Regions from separate parts of the Sus scrofa genome. Here all the other regions are linked to region 1. The links are chromatin contacts, called in public HiChIP or PLAC-seq maps. All regions are on one chromosome and are shown on one strand. The core of a region is the stretch at or near the end of the contact, and the rest is flanking DNA. Distances in the headings are between cores, read along the strand shown.

Region 1 (3,472 bases), core at 697-3,196:
GACCTCTGGCACCGGCCTGCTGTGTGACCTTGAGCAGCTGGCTTCACCTCTCTGGGCTCTGTTCCAGCTCCCTAACAATGCTCCCTACCTCCGGGAGTCAGGCTGCGTAAAGTGCTGACTGAGCCAGTGCCAGGCCCAGGGCGAGCCTGTAGACGCTGTTGAGACCACTCTGTGCACTGGGGGTTTGAGAGGCCTCACTGGATAATCTCTCGATTGAGGCCGGCAGCATTTGCTTTTCTTTATTCTCTGCTTATCAGCAACATTCCATCAGACCCAGTATTGGCCCTTAGTAGGCCTGGCCTGGGCTTCCTTTTTCAATCCCTGGCCCTCCCAGGATTCCATCTGCCACCATACCTTTGTCTCTGTCCCCAGCCGAATTGCTGTTTTCCAGATAACCTCAGACCTACCCGAATGCCAACAGCATTCCTCAAACAGAGCAGAGCTGCCAGAATAAGCCGGCAGCTTCCTGCTCTTTGCCCCAGAAAACATTTCAAGTGATCAAGTGATTGGGGTGGTGGGGGGAGGATGCTGCAGCTGCTTATGCAACAAGCTTTAATCCCAGGGTAAAATCCACCACGCGAAACGGCCATGTATTTTATTTCTTCAAGTGGGGTCGGGAAGTTAGATCGGCCAGAAACTCCTCATTCTATTTGTTTTCCCCAAAGCAGCACCCACACACAGACACATGGAGTATTCTTATGGGATGGCTGTGGATGGCCGCTGCCCACACAGCCAGGCGGGAGCACAGAGGCTGATGAGCTCTGGCCTCCTGTCCCCGGTCTGGTCTCCCTGGGCTCAGTTCCACCCCCAGGAAGAGGAGGCCCCTCCCTTCTGGTGAGGCCCAGGCCTGTTGTCCTTTGTCAGATCTGGTGGTGGTGGCGGCAGTGCCCCCCCCCTCCCCCGCATCTTGGCCTCTTTAGCCTAAAATATAGCAACGAAATCCCCTCCCTCTTCATAAAGCCGGGGCCCTGCCCCTGCGGTACCGTGTCCTTGGGTTCTTGGCTTGTTCCTATTTGACATAAGATTCCCAGCCAGGAAGAATTTATGTGTGCTCGGTGGGCATCTGTCGTCCGTGGGGGTGGGGGTGGGGGTGGGGGAACGGGGGCAGGGCGAGCAGGCCATCAGCGCCACCGTTTTCTTTGTGGCAGCGGACTGTGTGGGATGAGAAAGCCCACAAGCCCTAATTTTAGAAGGAGAAGGGGAGGCTTTATTGGTCCATACTTTTACCTCCTGGCATATGGCTGCGTCACCTCGGGATGCTTTCTCCAGCCTCTCAAGAATGGGGTTTATTTAGCCTTTGGGGTTCCAGCTTGCTGGGGTGTTTTGTTTTGTTTTGTGTTTTTAAACCTTGTTAATCAAGCACCTTGTCTTTTTTAAAGAAAGAAGCCAGTGCGTGTGGACTTTTAAAGATCCTTTTGGATTTGCCTTTTCTTTCTCGGGCTGCCCACCAGTTACAAAGGAGGAACCAGGCAAAGACCTCCGAATACTATTGAAATGGGTGGAATTATAAGCAGTTCTGAAACACGAGTTAATGTTTTACTGGGGAGCAGTGCCAGAGATATGGGGGTGGGGGGATTGCCAAGGGGTAGGGCTGTGTGTGAAATAGCTGTTCCATCTGCCTGTGGGGACCCAGAGAAGCCGTGGAAGTAAATTTCAGCAAAAATCCTTATAAAGCTCATGGGATTTGTCTGCCCGCTGAGGGCCCAGCTCCCCCAGAAGACCCATGCAGGGATGACTGTGGCAGGAAGGGCGAAGCAGTGGGTGTAGGCCTGACTAATAATGGGGGTTCTTGTTCCCTGGCTGGGTTTGACATCTTTCTTTCTCCCTCTGGATTTAAATGGCTTCTCAGCCCGAGAGGCACTGCCTGTGCCCTGGATTCAGAAGGTACACGCCTCCTTGGGAAGCCAAGGCGAGAGACAGCGGCTCACTCACTCTCTCTCTCTCTCTCTCTTTCTGCATCTGCCGGGAGAGCTGCCGCTGGTATTTTTCCACAGGCCTTTTCTGCGCTCTCAGGGCCTAGCTTTTCCCGGCCAGGCCCAGAGTCCGAGAGAGGGTTAATAGGCAGGAAGCTGAAGCCATCGCAGACTAATACGGAAGTCAGATTTTTGTTTAACTGACAGGTTTAGCAGGCCTCCGCCGTGGGGGAGGGGGCCGGGAGGGGAAGGGAAGTCTGTAGCTCTAGGCATGTGGCCTGCTAGGAGCGCATTTGGCCTTTCTTAGGGTAAGGACCGAAGCTGCTGGGGGTGCGGGGCTGGCATCCCGGCCAGGAGGCAGGAGCCGGATTTGGTTTTCGTTGGAGCTCTGGATGGGGGTGGGGGGCGGTGAGAGGTGAGATTCTGGGCCGAGGCGAAGGGCTCTCTGGCCTGCTTTGTCCAGGAGGCAGTCTGACAATGACTATGCAAACTTGACCACTGGGTGCCCCTCCTCCCTGCCAGCCCGAGTCCTCTGTCCTCTGAGAAGCCAGGGCTGCTCTGGAACCATCTGGGGGGCTCGCCTGCCCGGTCTCTTCGGCCTCAGAGGCCTGCCTCCAGCCTCTTTTTTTTCTTGTTCCCTGGGCTGTTTTCCTGGGGCTCCCCACGCTTCGGCCTCAGTCCGCCCCTCACCTCGCCGGGGGCGGGGGTGGGGGAAGAACGTTCTGCTGGATTGTTCTAGAAAAAGGACCAGCCTTCCTCCCAGCGAGAGAGCCGTTTCCGTGGGGGCAGATGAGGGTGAGCCCTTCCAGCTCACCCCCAAATCGCTCTTGCTTGGGGCCTCCGGGCCTCAGGCTTTGCTGGAGCAGGTCAGGCTGGCTGCACTGGCTTGCCCGTGCCGGGAACTCTAGCCAGGGTGTGGGAGAAGGGCGTCTGGGGGCCCCTTCCCTAAGTTTTTCTTGCTGCAAAAGGCCTAGCTTAGCCTGTCTTTTTCTATGCACAGGATGGCTCTTGCTCACCAGAGCCTCACAAAGATAATCGCTCAGGAAGTGTTTCCGCCAATCCGAGGCCGCCTTACACTCCGATTTGCCGGGGCAGCCAATCGGGGATGAGCTTTTATTAGGCGGCCAGATCATCAAGCCGAAGTGCCAAACCCTTTTTCTGTGAGAACTAGGAGCCTGTCCTCCATGTTTTATAAGTATTGACATTACACAGTGTTAACAATGCATCCACAGAGGTAAGCTCGACTTTTTAACCATCTTTTCTCCCCCTCCCTCTGAGACATCCGCATTGTGGGCGAGCAGTGTGATTTCTCTGTGGCTGGCCGTGCCACACTCACCCCCACAGCACTTAGGTTAACTTGGAACTGTTTAGAGAGAATTTTTTTGCTTTCTTGGGTCACATGGCTAAGTAGCCATTAGCCAGAGCTTGATTCTGCAAACTGGCAAGGGCCTGGCACACCTTTTCTTCCACCAGGACATGGTGTTTCTAGAAGAGTGTGAAGCTAGATCCTGGTATTGCCAAAAAAGAAAGCTTTTTTTTTTTTTTTTTCCCCTCCCCTT
Region 2 (3,312 bases), core at 528-3,027, 34 kb before region 1:
AAATCTACTGAATGAAGAGAGAAATGAACAAATGAACCAGATCAGGAAGCAGATCCTGGCCTTCAGGGAACACGCTGGACTTTGATAACGACCCTGTGAGATTTCAGTCCTGGAAATTCCTTAGCAGGAGTCTTGAGGAAGGTCAAAAGGTGAAAAATCCCAATTGTTCTCAGCTGTGCTTTCGCCCTCTTCACCATTTTACCCCCGGCCCCTGAGATCCCCAGGGCCCGGTCCACCGCCCTTCCTTCGCATTCCTCAGCTCTGAAGTCCCCACCCCCTTTCAGCACCCGGAGTTTTTCCTGAGGATGGAATGAACTGAATAATATTTTCCATGTTCCTAACGGGGGCCCAAGAATGCCAGTGACTCAGAAACCCAGAGCGCCCCGCCAGGGGAGCAGAACGCGGCTCTCCAGACAGACACCAGGGGGCGCCATTCCTCCACGGAGCTCAGCGCCCACCGCTCTGCTAACAGCTGAATCAAGTAAGAGGCTTTTACCTATTATAGCCTTGGGTGTGCTGGGCGGATTTCAGGGTGAGCTGCAGCAGCTGGAGGGAGAGCTTGTTTTGATGCCTCGAAAGAAATTGACCGCACAGGATTTCTCCTGCCTTTAATGACATGGGCCAGGGCTCAAACGCAGACCTTAGCAACTTTCTGGCTGTGTCACCCTGGCCAAGTCACTTCACATGTGGGAGCCTGGTTTATCTCCTCCATAAAATACTGATAATCATGGGACCCCATTGCTGTAAGGATGCAGTGCGATACAATTTGCAGGTGCTGATCTGCAGTGGGAGATGGTGACCTGATCAGGAGTTGTTCCTTATCCTGGTAATCGGCTCAGAGCAAGGATTCTCAAACTGCGTTCCCTGGATCAGCAGCAGCACCTGAGGGCTTGCTAGAAATGCAGATTCACAGTCCCAACCCAGATCTTTTGTTTCCTTTATGGGGTAGGTCTTTTGGTGTTTAATAAACCCTCTGGATGATTCTGATAGTACTCGAGTCAGCTCTGAAAGGTAAAGAGATTTCCCCTAAAATCACAGCTATTTGATTGCATTGGAAAAAAAAAAATTGTTTCATTGACTTTATTTTTTCTTTTTAGGGCCACACCTGCAGCATATGGCAATTCCCAGGCTAGGTATGGAATTGGAGCTGCAGCTGCCAGCTTAACATCACAGCCACAGCAACGCCAGATCAGAGCGACATCTGCGACCTACACCACAGCTCAGGGCGACACCGGATCCTTAACCTACGGACCAAGGCCAGGGATTGAACCCACATCCTCATGGATCCTAGTCAGGTTCATTAACCACTGAGCCACAAAGGGAACTCCATAACTTGCTATTTATAATAAAGCCTCCCTCTCTGGGTAGTGAAGAAAGTGCTGGGGTCAGAGGGAGACCTGGGTTCAGAGCCTGGTTTCCTCATCAGTAGAATCAGAATTGCGATACAGGCTTCCACGAATAAGGAAGAAACTAGAGAAACTCCAGGAAGCTCCTGGCCTGGCCTTGGCCCAGGGAAGAGTTGATTAAAGGGCGGCAAACAGTTAAGCACTTGCAGTTTGCAAAGCACCACCTCACCCAATCCTCACCATGCTCCCCACTTGACTGCTGAAGACGACTCTCGGGGACATTACATGTCATAGGGCCTGGCCACGTCCTGGTCAGTCTCAGAGCCAGGACTCAGTAGCCCTGGAAGAAAAGAGGGCCGGGCCTAGGGTGGAGCAAGGAGGCACCCAGCATGCAGCTTTTAAGGAGGCGCTGACACTCAGGGTTATGGGAGGGCTGAGCGGGCGCCTGAGAGCCGGTGCCTCCTTAAATCTGGGGCCTTGGGCCTCTCTGGCCTCCCCTGGGTCCCAGCCCTGCTCCAGAGGCTGCCTTCTCTGTCGCTAGGGTACCTCTCACTCAGAATGAAAGACTGAGGGGGGCAGGAGTGGGTGGCCAGGCCAGGGCGAAGGCAGCCTTGTTAAAACGCCTACATTTTGTTACAGCAACAGACTTTTCTTCCCCTTAAGCAGAGAACATATTAATATATGAAAATAGAAATGCATATCAGGAAGGTGAGTTAATGATTAATAAGCAATGTACGGTGGGCTCCCAGTGTAGTCACTGCTAGAAATTTCAATTTGGGGAGTTCCCATTGTGGCGCAGTGGTTAACGAATCCGACTAGGAGCCATGAGGTTGCAGGTTTGATCCCTGGCATCGCTCAGTGGGTTAAGGGTCCAGCGTTGCCGTGAGCTGTGGTGTAGGTTGCAGTCGCAGCTTGGATCCTACGTTGCTGTGGCTGTGGTGTAGGCAGGCAACTGTAGCTCCGATTAGACCCCTAGCCTGGGAACCTCCATATGCCATGGGTTCGGCCCTAGAAAAAAACAAAAGACAAAAAAAAAAAAAAAAAATGCAGATTAATTCGGAGAACTCACATGCAGGTTGAGTGGCCAAAAAAATAAAATAAAATAACAACAGAAACAAAACAAAATAAAACAACTGAACTGGTACAATCCCAGACAAACTGGGAGGAGCTGGTCACCCCAGGAGCTTTCTTATAGAAGGTGTGATTCTAGCAATTAAAGGTGCATATTTACATAGAATTTACCGATAAACAACTGCTTCTTCTAGAATACAAAGAAACAGTTTGTTTGTTCTAGTGGAGGAAGGGGAGCTGGCACGTTTGGACCAATGGACAGATAGCACAGACTGGCAATTTTACAGCATATGACCTATGGTGACTATGCTACATCAGCATCGCCTTGCCCATGGATGCTTTCTTCTCTATCAGGCAATGGATTCCTTAGTGTAAAAGGTAGATCTCTTTTATTTGTTTGTTTTCTTTCTCTTTTTTTTTTTTAGGGCCGCACCCACAGCGTATGGAAGTTCCCAGGCTAGGAGTCAAATTGGAGCTGCAGCTGCCAGCCTATACCACAGCCACAGCAATGTCAGACCCAAGCCGAGACTGCAATCTACGCTACAGCTCACAGCAATGCCAGATCCTTAACCCAGTGAGCGAGGCCAGGGATCAAACCTGTATCCTCATGGATACTAGTTGGGTTCATTACTGATGAGCCACGATGGGAACTCCTAAAATATAGATTTCTAATCAAAGGAATTCCAATGTTAGCTTTTGACTCCTCAAAATAATGACCAAAAGAGCCCTGTTGTTCGGAGTTCCCATTTTGTCTCTTTGGTTTAAGAACCTCACATAGTGTCTGTAAGGATGTGGGTTCCATCCCTGACATTGCTCAGTGGGTTAAGGATCTGGCATGGCCACAAGCTGTGGTGTAGGTCACAGATGCAGGCTCACATCCAGCATTGCTGGACCC
Region 3 (3,303 bases), core at 661-3,160, 35 kb after region 1:
AGATGGTTTTCTCATTTCTAGGAGAGGCGCATGAGAACTAAAGATAATTGGAAACAATTATTTAAAAACACCTTCAAGATGCAAGCCACCCATCTTCCCCCCACCACCCCCCAATTCCCTTCTGATCTTCTCACTCGGGCAAGCAGAACCCACTGCAATTTGTTGTGTTTATTCACATCAGCGAAATAAATGGCTCTTTGGTGCTTGCACTGAAGGTTTGCAGCTTAGCCAGGCTGCTGTCTGTCGAGGTGATAAATTAGAGCCGAAAGCCCGGGAACACGATGGCACTGCAGGGAGGTGAGGGTGTCCTTGCCCCGCTGGGCGACCCGGTGCGAGGAGCCCCGGGCCGGCCCGGTGAGTGGTGCCTCCAAGCCTGTCCTCTCTGCTGCTTCCCCCTCCCCCTGGGAGAGGCCGCCGAGGAGCCGGAAGCAGGAATGTGTGTCGTGTGTGAGCCTCTGTTCCCTTGAACCGAGAGGCTGGGCCCTCAGAACCGCAGAGCTTTCTCAATGGCAGGTAAGCGCCCCTTCCCAGGGTCACCTGCCCCCGCGCTCACTGGGTCTCCGAGGTCCCCGGCTCCCTGGTCCAGTGACATTTCCCCCAAGTGGGGAACGGCCCCCTTCCTTCCACGGCCCCTTCTCCGTTCCAGCCCTTTTCCTGATCTGGGAGGTCACAGCCACACGCGGGAGACCTCTTAGAAGCCCGGCGTAGGCGCGTGCAGCCTTTCCGGGAGGCCCCAGTGGCTCCAGCGGCCCAGGCTGTGGCCTTGGCATCCAGATTCTATGGCTCCAGGAGAGATCCGTGTGAGCAAACTGGCTGCCTGAGTGTTTTGGCCGCTCACATGTTCTTCCTGGCTCCTCCTGGCTCCTTGGACACGAAAAATCCTGCCCCTTCCCTACCCCATCCTTTGCTTCCTGATTTTTCTCCTTTCTCCTCTGGGCCTGGAGGAGATTGTGGGCTTTTGTTTCATGATGATGTAATTACTGGCTGGGGAGGGCTCTAAGATTCCTGGGGAGGGAGGCCTGTTTAGGTACCTGCTCTGTGTCTTTGGGAAACGCTTTGAAATGAGGGTGGCTGTGCTTTGCTCCTGCCCCGAGAGCAGCGTGTGGTCACACTGAGGCTTTGGAGAGGGCTGGCAAGTGCCTGCACTCACGGCTGAGCCAGCCTGGGCCTCCACGCCTGACCCTGCCTTCGCCGTTACAGGAGGAAAGCTGGACTTTGCACAGCGTGATGGACATGCAGGAACCGGCTCCTGGGCCGGTTCCCAGCTCCGTCTTATATAGGCTGGTGTTTCCATAACTGAGCATGGATTTAACCTGCTCCTGGGGGAAATCACCCCTGTTTTTGGAGAGCGATGGTGGAGGAGGAGGAGAAAAAAGACGAGGAGGAGGAATGTGTGTGGGTTTAAATAAAAAACAGCTACTGTTTATGGAGTGCTTACTCTCTGCCAGGCCTCACCCTCAGAGCAGCACATGAATTAACTCCTTTAATCTGTGGCTAACTCCAGGCAGTACCAGGATCTCCATCCGTCGGAAGGAAGAGCAGAGGCCCAGAAGGGTTAAGTAGCTTTCTTAAGGCCGCACTGCACCCCACCTGTATCATTGGCCCCCCAGCCTGACTTCTGTGTAGGGTGACCAGCTTGTCCGGGTTTGCCTGAGACTGGTCTGCCTTTGGCCAGCCACCGCTTGGTCACCCCGCTTCTGATGCTGGTGCCAGCCTGTTGCCCGTTACTCGCTTTTTATTCAGCCCCCAGCCATCCTGCCGTTGATAGCATTGAGGAAATTTACATCCATGGAAAGACACCACAGGGCCTGTCCTCCAGGGGGAGGGCCTGGCCTTTGGCTGGGGCCTGGTCCCTCTCCGGAGGAGACAATTCCCTGTATTTGGTGTGTCATTTCCTAGACTGAGGAGTGGCAAGTGTGGTGACTCAGGCGCCGGATGTGGGTGGGGGCTGGGGTGCCTGGCTGGGCCTGGCTGGACATTGGGAAGGGCTTTTCAGGGAGGGGGCATGGCTGCGGAGCCTTCCCTCCCCCAGTCTGTTTTGTGGTGTAGGCCAGGCCCTGCTGCCCCCCGGCGAAGGTGGGGAGGTGAGCGTGCTTCTGGGAACCGCCTTTGGGAGAACAGTGTGTGTCATCAGCATGTGACATCCACTGTCACGTTGGCACTCCCCAGCCCCCACACCGCACCATCTGCAGTGGAGAAAGGAAACCAGCAGCATGAGCGTGTGCCCTTCACACAGAGACCCCGAGCCAGGCAGTCTTCTGGCTGCAGAGCTGAGACCCGCCTCTCCCCGTGTGAGGCCCCAGGTGGCGGCCTGGCTCCCGAGCCCACCCGGGCCCTTGTGTGATCTTGGGCAGGTGATTTAGAGGGACGGACCCGAAAGGCATTTGCAACAGGGTCTGGTGCATTATATGCAGTAAAAGAGCATCTTAGCTGTTAACACCCAGGGCTCAGGAAAGCTAAGAGGCTCGGTTATCTTGGAGGCCGGCATCCCTTAAGTCAGGGGCCATCTAGGGAGGGCGCAGCGGGATTATTTCTGGTCTGTTCACAACAGGTTCAGGGCAGATGTCGTCACGTGCTCGGATCCTAATTCCCAGTAGACCTTGCCATATTGAGATTCAGTGAAAAGTCACGGGAGGGGAAGATTTGCTGCTTCCTGCTCCATGCCACGCTGTGCGCCTGAGTCACTGCTCTGTCCTTTTCTTCTAGGCTACTCTGTCCCCTCGCCCATGTTAACTCCTGCAGCACCAGACTTATCTTTGAAGGGCAGTAGGGCTGCTGGCGGCCAGCCCTGTAGAATCTCAAGTCCTGCTACCTCCCAGGAAAGTCTCTGGGATCAAGGGTGAACCATTTCCCTAGCGGCCCGGTCTTACATGGCTGTTTGTCCTTATTCCAAAGTGATACTTGAAATGCATTTAGAAACATGTCCCTGTCAGAATCAGATCATTAAAGAAGGGGGGAAAAAAGAAACCCTTTGACTCAGCTTTTTGGAGAAGGTCCTTAAGGCAGCTTTATTACCATGACGACAGCACGGTTCCCAGCCACCATTCTGTCACCAGCAGAGGCCTCGCCTCCACTGGCGTCAGTAGGTTGTGAAGCCAGAATCCCTGTCTCTGAAGGACACTGAATCCAGCCGGCATTTCTCAATTTTTCTCCCCAAGAGTCTTCAGTGAAAGCCTCTGCTGTTGACAATTGTGTCTGTTGTTTGGAATCTATTAAATTTCTACCCCTTGGATACAGTCACTGATCTCTCATTAACTCTGGAGGGAGTCGGTGTGTCTGTAACGGGGAATGGAATTGGGGTTT

What was found. HiChIP or PLAC-seq counts read pairs in DNA pulled down with a chosen protein or histone mark.
Region 2: an H3K27ac HiChIP or PLAC-seq map of alveolar macrophages shows a contact between it and region 1. The contact joins the enhancer-like site here to the promoter of ZMYND8 in region 1. A contact is called at or near these places in 10 of 47 Hi-C or Micro-C datasets (adipose tissue, embryonic fibroblasts, epiblast stem cells and 6 more) and 2 of 2 datasets of contacts at active chromatin or transcription factors (alveolar macrophages and skeletal muscle).
Region 3: an H3K27ac HiChIP or PLAC-seq map of skeletal muscle shows a contact between it and region 1. The contact joins the enhancer-like site here to the promoter of ZMYND8 in region 1. A contact is called at or near these places in 1 of 5 promoter capture datasets (fetal liver), 13 of 47 Hi-C or Micro-C datasets (adipocytes, alveolar macrophages, embryonic fibroblasts and 7 more) and 2 of 2 datasets of contacts at active chromatin or transcription factors (alveolar macrophages and skeletal muscle).

Annotation. Positions count from the first base shown.
Region 1 is chr17:49,388,892-49,392,363 of Sscrofa11.1, reverse strand. ZMYND8 (protein kinase C-binding protein 1) reads left to right here and starts at 1,946. Exons shown (of 26, transcript XM_021078039.1): 1 at 1,946-2,221; 2 at 2,914-3,147. The coding sequence starts at 3,134.
Region 2 is chr17:49,422,821-49,426,132 of Sscrofa11.1, reverse strand. No RefSeq gene overlaps it. Among named protein-coding and RNA genes, the nearest start is that of ZMYND8, 34 kb to the right of the region's middle. Within about 2 kb of position 1,777, at least 57 of the 83 cell types and tissues checked have an H3K27ac peak or open chromatin away from gene starts, as enhancers often do. A contact at or near this core is called in adipose tissue, alveolar macrophages, epiblast stem cells and 4 more, where this site is marked.
Region 3 is chr17:49,354,373-49,357,675 of Sscrofa11.1, reverse strand. All of the region lies in intron 3 of ZMYND8 (protein kinase C-binding protein 1), which reads left to right. Among named protein-coding and RNA genes, the nearest start is that of ZMYND8, 34 kb to the left of the region's middle. Within about 2 kb of position 1,910, at least 52 of the 83 cell types and tissues checked have an H3K27ac peak or open chromatin away from gene starts, as enhancers often do. A contact at or near this core is called in alveolar macrophages, embryonic fibroblasts, epiblast stem cells and 6 more, where this site is marked.